2 separate regions of the Cricetulus griseus genome follow, and region 2 is linked to region 1. The links are chromatin contacts, called in public Hi-C maps. All regions are on one chromosome and are shown on one strand. Each heading gives the region's core, a stretch centred on a gene start, on an enhancer-like site or on the middle of the called end of the contact. The rest is flanking DNA. Distances are from core to core; before and after follow the strand shown.

Region 1 (5,533 bases), core at 1,475-3,974:
AATAAGAGTCAGGCCCCGGGCTGTGGTGCAGAGGGCTCGGGTGCCACTTGGTGTTCATTTACTCCCCTCTAACAATGCTGATCTCAGTTTTTCTTCTTCCTCAAGTTCCCTGAGTTGTTCTCTCTCCTAAGAGTCCAGTACTTCCAATTATTTGCAGCCTGGCCACTTCCCACTTTCTAGGACCTTTCTAGACGGTCTTGTGCAAAACTGATCCCCTACTTTGCTCTGGTTCATTAATGCATGCATGTATGTTTGTCTGTCTGATGTATGTATGTAACATGTAGTTCTAGTTATCCCTGAATGAAGTGAAGGTGCTTCCTTCTTAACTCTTTCTCTTGCTTCTCTTCCTTGTGAAAATGAGTTCCTTTTGGAATATGGACCCCTTATCAGAGTCCTCTGTTTTCTTATCTGAGAGGGGGAAGGGCCCCTTGTGTTTGGATGGCCAAAGTTACTCAGAATCCAGGTCTTTGTTTGTTTGTTTCTTTCTTTCTTTCTTTCTTTCTTTCTTTCTTTCTTTCTTTCTTTCTTCTCTTCCTTCCTTCCTTCTTTCGTTCCAGACTTACTGAGCTAGGTTCTCAGCACCTAGCTCAGGTCTGGCATATGGGACTTCAAAATTATTTGTGAGAAAAAAAATGAAAGTAGGCTGGGGCTTGTCAGGAAGGTTTTGATGGGAGATGGAGGGAGAAAGGGTGAGACAAGGTGATGAGGGAATGGACTAAAGTTCATTGTACTTTGGTGTCAAACTGCCAAAAAGAAGTAAATATAAAAACAAAATGGCCAATCCTCACTGCTGAGTTAGAATTCCCCAGAGGCAGAAGAGAGGCCACTGCTGTCACACACGGAAGCATGATTCTGAGTATTTAAGATTAAGGAAAATGAAATATGGTAAAAATATTACTGGCTTTCAAGGGACCCTTGAAAGCTACCCCTTGAAGCCATAGTTGACGTGTTTTCCTCTTTTTAGTTTATTGTTACATCCAATAAAGACTGTACCCTTAAAAACAAAGCAAAACAAACCACTGGGTTAAAAAAAAACAAACCATATTTATAGACAATTTGTCCAAAAGGTATGCAGAGTTACCATACAACTCAGCAACTCCACTCCTAGGTGAATATACCTAAAAGACTTGGAAGCATATACCCACACAAGCTCTTGTCCACAGATGTTCACGGCAGCTTTACTCATAACTGTCCCAAAGAAGTGAAAGCAATCCAAATGACCAATGAATGATGAATGGATAAATTAAATACAGCATGTCCACAAAGTGGAATATTATTCCACAATAACAATGGGGAGATGACTCAGTGGTTAAGATGCTTGGGGCATACATATGAGAGCTGGAGTTGGGAACCCCATAAAAAGCTGGGCAAAATGGTTCATGACTGTAAGCTCAGTCTTGGCAGGGGAGGAGACACACAGCTCACTGGCTAGCCTCAGCCAAATCAATGAGTTCCAGATTCAGTGAGAGACCCTGTCTCAAAAAATTAAAGTGGAGAGCAGTTGAGGAAAGATCCTAATACTGATCTCCACATTCACAAATAAGCATGCATACCTCCCCACATGTACACCCCAACACCCTCTCACACGTGCGCAGATTAGAGTTCTAACACACGAATGGGCTTTGAGCACATGACAAACATCCAGACATGGAAGACTACATAATTGTGGTTTTATTTATAAGTAATATGCAGATTAGATGTATCTACAGATACAGAAAGTAGATTCAACATTACTTATGGATGTGGGAGGGACACTGGGGGGAAGTAGGGACTGACCACTAATGGCAAACATGTTCTTTGGAGGGGGGTGATGAAGATGAAATTAGTTGTGATAATGGTTTATGGTTGCACAACTTTGTGGATATAAAAACCATTTGATTGTACACTCTTCATGACTGACTCATACTGTCCGTGAATTCTGTCTCAACGAAGTTGTTAAAAGCATTTTATGGAATGAATAAATGAATCTCTTCCTCTACTCCCCATTTAGGGGGAGGATTTTTTTTTTTTCCAAGACAAGTTTTCACACTAACCCAGTCTGGTCTCAAACTCCTAGTGATCCTCCTGACTCCATGTCAGGAGTGCTGGGATTATTGGTTGCAGTTACACTGGCTTTGTTACATTGGTTAAATCTGCCTCTTCTGATTGTCTCCTGGCTCTTAGGTAGACAAGCCAGGCAGGATGGGCTCCAGGACCTGGTCACTAGGCCTAGAAATGGACAGCTGATGGCACCCAGCTTCTACAGTCTATGCACACCCAACCTTCTCTCTCCAACATGTGGCTTGTGAATGTAGCAAGAGATATGTAGGGACTCATAGAGGGTCAGATACAGGGGAGCCCCTAATGACTTTGCTCCCCCATGCTCCATAGCAGAGTGAGGCATTCTCTTCATTGTCTGGGTTCACCCCACCCCTTGTAATTACACCACTAGACCCCCTCTGTGTGTGTCATCTGCCCTTGGAGTAATTAAATAGAACTTGGGGCTGATGATTGGACCACATGGTATCGCACCAGCCCTAGAGCAGACTGGGAGAACTGGCTCTTCCAGGCTCTGGGATGAGTGGAAAGCCAGCACCTAGCATTGAGAGCCAGGGGTGAGGGGGGTTGGCAGCACAGGAAGGTTCTCTGTTCTTGTTCAGTCTTTACCCCCAAACTGGAGCCTGCAGATGGTAGGGCTGAGAACAGCTGGTTGGCTTAAGCTTGTGTTAGCCTGGAGGCTTTGAACTCTGTGCCAAGACCTGTGGTTTGGTGCAGGCCCCAGGATTCTTGGGCAGCTCTCAGCCCCAGGCATGGGCTGAGACAGGGAAGAAAGACCAAGTGCAGGAAGAGGTGGAAAATTCCAGTTTCCTAAGCCCTCTGCACAGGGAGTCAGGGTTAGAAGCCCAAGGGAACCGTGGACTGCTCAGAAAAGATGGCCTGAGATTCATTCCCACATCCTATTCACGTATTTGTTAGCAACCACTGTGCACTTACGCTGTGGGACAGTTTGACCCAACCAGAGTCCTCTCTTTTCATACAGAACCCAACGGGGCCTACCCTCCTCTGCCAGGTTCAATGGGATAGTGAAGTTCAAAGGAGTCAAGCCAATTATCTGCCCCACGTCATTAGACGTAGAGCCTGTATTCAAATCCTGTTTGGTCTGATTCAGACATTGAGATCTCATCCAACCATTGCCATACTCCATAATTTTGTGATCCTAAAGAACCAAGCTCTGGCTTGCATAGGGAATGTCCAAGTGATGCATGGACCATCTGAAGAAGGTAGAGACGTGACTCAACCACTGGGGTTATTTTGTGGGAGGACCCAGCAAGTTTTCTTTGTGATGGGAGCTCGCTAGAAGCAATTTAGATATGAAGCAACTCCTGTTTGGTGCATAGTAGAGATTCAATAAAGACTTGTTGATTGACTAACTGGTTGCTTAGATTTTTGTTAGATGGTGTAAGGGGAAGTAAAAGAATTGCTATCAGCTATTCACCAGATATTGATTAAGTGCACATTATGGCCAACGTCAATAGGAAAGTTAAGCTTCTTTGGGTTATTAATTGTATTTTTAAAGGTTGGTGATGAATTCATATATATTCTGAATGGAATGAAATACATCTGTGAATCCAGTGTGATAGCAGTGTACAGCATCTGTTTAGGTTTTCTCAGCATGTTGAAAAGGCCTTGCACACAAAACAATTGAAAAAAAATTGTGAGCAAGAACTATCTAAGGCCAAATATGATGATGTCCTGATTATCTCAGCAGAGGGGATGCCGAGGCAGGAAGGTCATGAGTTCAAGTCCTGCCTGGGCTACATAGTGATATCCTGTTTCAGATAGCAAAATAGAAAGGAAGGAGTGGGGTGGGGAGGAGTAAGGAAGGAGGGAGAGAGGGAAGGAGGGGAGGAAGTAAGGAGGGAAGAAAGGAGAGGAGATGGAGGGAAGGAAGGGGAGTGCCTGAAATTTACATAGTAATCTTGTAAATAATGTAACTCAATTTCCAACATAAGATACTCAGGGTTTTTTGTTTTGTTTTTGTTGTTGTTGTTTCTTTTTATCTATCTTGGCAGGGCTATTCAAAACTTCCTGAACTCTTTGGGAAAAGAATAACCAGTAGCTTCTGCATTTGAGTTAGATAGATGCAAGGTAGTATTAATAGTCTCAGAAATCCAAGTAGCTGGGTAGAATGGTGCATGCCTGCGAGTCTAAGACTCAGGAGGGTCAGGCAAGATGATCTTAGATTCAGTGCCAACATGAGATACTTGGTAAGAGCCAGCTCATAAAGACCAGAAATTGTTCTAGTCAAATAAATTATATTCAAACTCATTTTCTAGTATCTACCAACTATAAATTTTGGGCAATTACTGTACTCTTTGTGAACCTCAGTTACTTCTCCAATCTTTAAAATGAGTATATACATAGTATCTATTTGCAGTTAAGAGGGCTAATATTATTAACTGTTTTTTTTTTTTTGTTGTTGTTGTTGTTTTGTAACAAAGTCCTAAGATGATGAGGGCAAGGAGAAAGGTGGGTGAGGCGTCTAATTCACAAGGAAGTCCATGAGGCCCAGTAGAGAAGGCTACCCTTGCCTCATTTGAGTACCTCACTTGCTCCTGGAACAGGAAGGCACAAAGCTAACAACTGTTATTTGATACATAAAAGTGCAGTGAGATTCAGCGCTTGGTCAAGTGCTCTTTGATTTGCTGTTAGAAAACTGAAGGGTGCCAATGAGCTGGTTTGGCAGGTCAAGGTGCTTGCCTCCAAACCTGACAACCCGAGTTTGATCCATGAAATCCACACGATGGAAGAAGAGAACCAACTCCTAGCTGTCCTATAACCTGCACATGTATGCTTGTGGCACACTCAATAGCCTCAATAAATAAACAAGCAAGCAAACAAATAAATAAATGTAATAAAAATCTTTATTGGAAGGTTGTCTATCTCAACAACACAATCCAAGCTCTGCCCATGGGTCATGGCTCCCAGTCTCTTACTTTGACTCAAGGAAGAGTTGTCAGAGTTAGAATATATGGTTTGGGTACAGCCAACTAGCAACTGCTCCTAGCTTTCCCTACAACCGAAGATCAATGAACTTTTGATGTTTTGAGGCAGGGTTTTTGCCTTGTGCAATGCCTCTCCCATTTGACACTCTCATGACTAGGAGACTACCAGAAGCTACTATAAATATCACAGCCCCTGTCTATGGGTAGATCAAGGCTGAATCCATACACCCTCAAAGGCTGGCCTGTGGTTGGATGTGTTGCAGAAGGGAGCTTCTTATTACTAAGGCTAAGACATTATAAGAAGAGTTGCTTGTCAAGAGTTAAAACTGTCAGTGACAACGTCCCATGTCCCGCATGTACTTCAGAGCTCCCTAGGCCAGCTCATAACATCTTGTGACCTCTAAGTGGGCAGAACAGACTTACCTCTGCAGGATCACTGTTTAGAGGATTCAAGCTGAATGACTGATCCAGATGACACTTGTAGGAAGTAACCATCCCAGGGCTGGACCAAGACCATGGTGTGCTTCCTTACAAAGTCCTGTAGTTGG
Region 2 (5,533 bases), core at 819-3,318, 86 kb after region 1:
AAAAACCTCTTGATCGTATGTGTGCCCCGGGCAGCATGCACGTAAGTGTCTGTAACCATATCATTTACCATTAGCAATGTATTTTTAACAACACCAAACATCCATCAACAAGACAATGGATCACTACACAGTAATTTGCCTTCACAATGAAATATCACATTAAACATGAATTAACTATGATTCTGTATAATAGTATAAATAAAACTTCAAAATAATGTTGATCAAAGCAAGTCTCAGGAGACTGTAAATATTACAATTATAAAGCTATTTTTTTTTAAAAGCTATACTAGGGGCTGGGGAGATGGCTCAGTCACTGAGCCATTTGCTTCTCAAGCATGAGGACCTGAGTTTGATCCCTTGAACTTATGCATAAAAAAAAAAAAAAAAAAAAAAAAAAGCCAGATGGAGTAGAAGCCAACCGCAGTCTCAGCACTGAGAAGAGCACTGAGAAGGTGGGGAATTAGGAGGATTTCTGGGATTCTCTGGCCAGTCAGCCTAGCCAAATCAAATCTGTTTGCTCCAGGGTCAGCGAAAGACCCTCTCTCAAAAGATAAAACGCAGTTGTAGTTGAGGAAGACATCCGATGTTGATCTCTTGGCTTCACATGGATGTGCATGTCCCTGCGCAGACACCTAGCATTTACATATACACAAAACCACACTAAGCATCGTGATTGGATATATGTGTCAAGCATAGTTTTAAGAAGAGCAAGGTGTATTGTTCATACAGCGGGAGATTCTTTCTCTGCCGCTTATATTTGGTTGGGCATAGTTCTGGATACAGCTATGCTGCCCTCTGGTGTCTCACTCGTGAATGGCATCAGAGCCGCTTGTTAGAATGAGCACCGGCTGGGCCGTGATAGCCAGGCTATAGCCCGGCTTTCCCAATCTGGAAAAGATTGAGTAGCTTTGAACACTCCTGATTTGAGTTCTTCTCCCTTCTCACTCTCTACTGCTCTCTGACCCTGAAAGTAATGAGTGTAACTCCATATGTCTCGGGAGTTGACTCTGCCATGTGTCCCATCCAGGTTCTCCCCCACCCCCACCCAGGATTAAGTGGTATAGCACTCAGTGTCTTCTAGGGAAGGAGGGACTGGGGGCTGATGCTTAGAAAACTTTGTCCACATTCCCTTTATACAATCAAGTCACCTTTTGAGGATGATGGCCTGGTCTTCTAAGGAAAGCTGATGAATACAGAGGAAACAGTATGAGGGGCAATTAAGGAGGTCATATATGAGTGTCAGGATTTGCCATAGAGTTTGGGGACCAGAGAGTGGCCTCCAGCCATTGACTGGACTACAGGGCTGGCACAAACACCTCCTAGAGGCTGAAGAGACTTCTTAGTGAGTAAGAACACTGACCACTCTTCCAGAGGACCAGCACCCACATTAAGCAGCTCCCAATTGCCTGTAACTCCAGCTCCAGGGGATATGATGCCCTGGATCTTCTAGCATCCAGGGACACCTGCATACATATAGCAAGCATGCACAGATACACACACAGAGAGACACACACACACACAGACACACGCACGCACGCACGCACGCACGCGCGCACACACACACACCAAATAAATCTTTTTTTTAAAAAAAAAAAAAAGACTTCCTGGTAGGCTGTTGACTGTGGGAGCTGGACCAGAGGCCCCACATTTTAATGAGGCAGAGATGGCCTGGAAGAAAGACACTGGGATGATCATCTCCCGAGTCCTTGGGGTGTTAAGGCTTTGACCCAGAAGCCCCATGCTAAATGAGTGGCTGAGCCCCTGTATGACCTCAGCCCTACAATTCCTTCTATGAAGGTCATTTACTATCATCAAACTTTCGGTTCCAGACTTATCATAGTGCCTGCTAAGTGTTCTGACTCATCTGGAATAATAGAATTGACCAGAGCTCTCCGAGAGTCTGATAAGACAGGCGACAGGTACCTTGGTCCTGGGGATCTGAAGTAGCCTCAGGTCACTTATGCTGCCAGCACAGCTGTGGCTGAGATGAGCTCCAGTTAGGGTGATAGCTTAAGGAGGAAGGTCTTCTGTCCCCAGAGTAATGTCTTCCTCCTTTATCCCAGACACCATGGAGACGGTGCTGATCCTCTGCAGCCTGCTGGCCCCTGCAGTCCTGGCTAGTGGTAAGAATCCTTTAGAGCCTGGCTGTGCCAAGCTGGCAGCCATAGCCCTTTCTGTTGAAGGTTCTGGCTGTTTTGAATGTTAGGGTCGAGAGGCAGCTTCACATCCGGTCAGGGACCTCACCATTAGTCAGCAGAGAAAAACAGATCCCAATTGAGGTGTTCCTAACTGCTCCCTGCATGGGTCCAGCTGGCCTTCTGTTAACCTCTCTAGGTACCTTGAGCTCCGGTGGACCTGCAGCCTAGACTAATTAACCCACCTTGACCATATATGCAAGTCATGAGTACCCCTTGCTCTCAGTTTCCCCATTTGTCACGAGTTGATAGACAGACCTGGCCTTTTAGAATAAATGTAGGGCATGCTGTGACCTCAGGAACCCACTGAGGCTGAGTCACATATACCATAGACCCTGGGTGTGGACCCTAAGCCCAGGAAACCCAACTTCCACAATCCCCCCGTATCTTCCCATGATCCTGCTTCACAGGGGTCCTTTAGTGGGGACAGGTTGCTGTGGGGCAGGTAAGATGTCACAGGAAACACCGCTGCCTTCCTCTTGACCATGTCTGTCTGCTTCCCCAGCAGCTGAGAAGGAGAAAGAAAAGGATCCGTTCTATTATGGTGAGTGAGCTCAGCAGCCCCCGGGGTGTGGCCCCATCCGAGAGGGACAAGCTTGTCCTCCTGGCCCTGCCCCTCTTTCACCTCACATCCCTGGTTCCTTTGCAGACTACCAGACCCTGAGGATTGGGGGATTGGTGTTCGCTGTGGTCCTCTTCTCTGTTGGGATACTACTCATCCTAAGTAAGTGTGTCCCCTTTTTCTCTGTGGCTGCTAGACAGATGGGGGTAGTGTACAAGCTTAGCCATGGTCTGCCTCTCCATGGTATCTCCAGGACCAATACAGGGCGGGGCATGTAGTAAGTGCTCAGTAAAACAAGGAAGGTGAGCAGGATGTTCTCTGCATCCCTAGGGCAGGAGCTCGGCCATCCCAGGAGTCAGATGTCATTTTCCTAGTGTTCCTAGGAAAGTGTCCCTATGCATTTCCCACCCTGATTATTTTTGCTCACCGTATGAAAGGGCAAAGTCCATCATAGTGGACAGGCATGGTGGAGCAGCTTGGTCCAAGGTAGTAGACATCTGTGGCTTGTTCTCATTAAGGTTGACCAGGAAGCAGAAAGTTCAGGGTATAACCAGAAGCAGCTATCACCTCTAACACCTGACCGCAGCAACCCACTTTGGTAGCTAGGCTACTCCTCCCACAAACAGCACCCCCACCGAGGATCAGGTATTTAGACACAACTTCCTGTGGGGTGCATCTGCCATTTAAACCATAGCACCTGGCCTCCCTTGACTCCTGCCCCCTACCCAGGGTTACTTCCTGTAGTAGTGCAGGCATCCACTGTGTGTCTGGTGGTGCCTTTGGTCTGTATAGATTCACAGTAGATTATGGCCCAGCTGGGAGCCTGACCTTGACTGGTTTCTTTGCATTTCAGGTCGCAGGTGCAAGTGCAGTTTCAATCAGAAGCCCAGGTGAGGTTGCCAAGGCTGTGGCCAACAGGGGCAACCGCAGAGGGGACAGGGAGAGGGTGTAATGTGAACCCGGTGGGCTGTCTCAGAGAGAGAATGTGGGAGGCCGAGGTATGAATCTGGGGATTTCCAAGTGACTTTGGAACAAAGGAGAGGTCACACATGGAGAGTGGGCCTCAGGTGTAAATCGGGGAAGGAATACTGAGTAAGAATGTGCTAGCATCGACCCCAGATGCTGTCCAGGAGGCCTGTACAAGACTGATCCAGACCCCAGAACATAGATGTCAATAAGGAGGCCTCTGCACTCCAGGGAGCCTCTGGTAGTGGATTAGTATTTTTCCCTGGTGCAAGAAGGGACTTTGAGAGCCCATCCCATATGAAGGGTTACACTCTGGCCCTGGACACATGGGGAAGGGCCCAGGATCAGCATAGGAAGACTTGGTGGACTTTGCTGAGCTCCCGTTGAGGGCCCTACCCTGCCTGGGGAGTAGTGGGTGGATGGGGTTGGGGGGATGGGCTGGGGGTGGGGGAGAAAGTTTGGGGGTGAGGGGAGGGAGAGGGAGAAGGGACTTGAAATAAGCTTGTTCCCTAACTAGAACTAATAAAATAAAATAAAATTTAAAAAAAAAAAAAAAAAAGAATGTGCTAGAACCTTGTCCGGAGGCCTTTGAGACAGCTAGGCTTGCTAAGAGGGAAGCCAAGGACTTCACGGCTGCTCTGAGGTGCAGGGCCTATACACTGTCTCTGCTTTTCATCTCTCTCTGAGGCTCTGTGCACTGCATAGACACCTGATCTTCCTTCTATGTCACACAAAGTTACACCCCTTCATTAAAACAGCCATGGTGGCCATAGACCTCAGAGCCTGTGGCAGGCACAAATCCCACCGGGGGCAGACATTGCAGGGCATTCCTGAGTTCTCTTTGCCTCTGTCCCTGTCAGTCTTGACTTCTCCTTTCACCTAGTGTTTGAATCCTTAAAGGGGCTCTGAGGGGAGGGGTTCTAGAAGCCCTACTTCAGGGAAGAGAATGAAGAGAATGGGGAGATGCTATGGTTTACCCTGGACACGGATGACAGTGTGTCTCCTCTTGTCTTAGGGCTCCAGGAGATGAAGAGGCCCAGGTGGAGAACCTCATCACTACAAACGGTAACTGCCATGAAGAGTGCTAGGAGAGGGGCTTCCCAGGGTTTGGGGAAGGAGTGAACTGGGTGCCATGAGCTGCTTTGGGTTCAGCAGACATGCCTCTGAGGTGCCAGGAAGGGGCTCTCAGGACCTCTGTGATGTTAGCTCTTCGTCCATACCAGAGACTGTTTTTTGTTTTGTTTTGTTTGTCACAGTGGCTGCACTTTAAACTGCTACCGGCCCCTAAGGCTGTAGCCTGGGGGGCAATTCTGTTCCCCCAGACAATGGCTCTGTGGCAATTCTGTTCCCCCAGACAATGGCTCTGTTGCTATTGCTAACGGTAGTTCTAACTAAATCTCCATCATCCTAATAAACCTGGAGATTCAAAGGCTAGAGTGAAAGCCTGCGAGCTCAGAGAGTTAGAGTAGCAACTGGCTACCTTTCTGTCTCTGCTGACATCCTGGAAGCCACTCCCTTCCATACTGCCCCAACTGAAACAAACAAAATACACGTTAAGCTCCTCCCTGCTACGTCCTGTCAACAAGTTGCTAACCCCACCTCTTTGAGCCCAGGTTAATTTTGTTTAATGCAAATGCAACATATCTTTACATAGTTAACAAATGTCTTATGAACAAATGTAACACACCTTTGCCTGATTAAAAGAGTATTCCACAAGAGACAAACTACTGATGGTAGTCATTGTCTACAGAGTACCTGCTTTGTACCAAGCAGACTCTATCTTTATCCAAGTGCTAAGCCTGGAGAGGTG

What was found. A called contact is a pair of places that touch in the nucleus more often than the background predicts.
Region 2: a Hi-C map of liver shows a contact between it and region 1, with 3 times the contacts expected there. The contact joins the promoter of Fxyd6 here to the enhancer-like site in region 1. A contact is called at or near these places in 6 of 8 Hi-C or Micro-C datasets (the CHK-Q cell line, the CHL-YN cell line, the CHO-K1 cell line and 2 more).

The regions. Positions count from the first base shown.
Region 1 is chr4:157,014,062-157,019,594 of CriGri-PICRH-1.0, forward strand. No RefSeq gene overlaps it. Among named protein-coding and RNA genes, the nearest start is that of Tmprss13, 12 kb to the right of the region's middle. Within about 2 kb of position 2,725, at least 1 of the 6 cell types and tissues checked has open chromatin away from gene starts, as enhancers often do. A contact at or near this core is called in fibroblasts, where this site is marked.
Region 2 is chr4:157,100,773-157,106,305 of CriGri-PICRH-1.0, forward strand. It overlaps Fxyd6 (FXYD domain-containing ion transport regulator 6), which reads left to right and starts at 2,069. Exons shown (of 6, transcript XM_035443440.1): 1 at 2,069-2,123; 2 at 2,701-2,739; 3 at 2,845-2,919; 4 at 3,611-3,647; 5 at 4,739-4,788. The coding sequence starts at 2,069.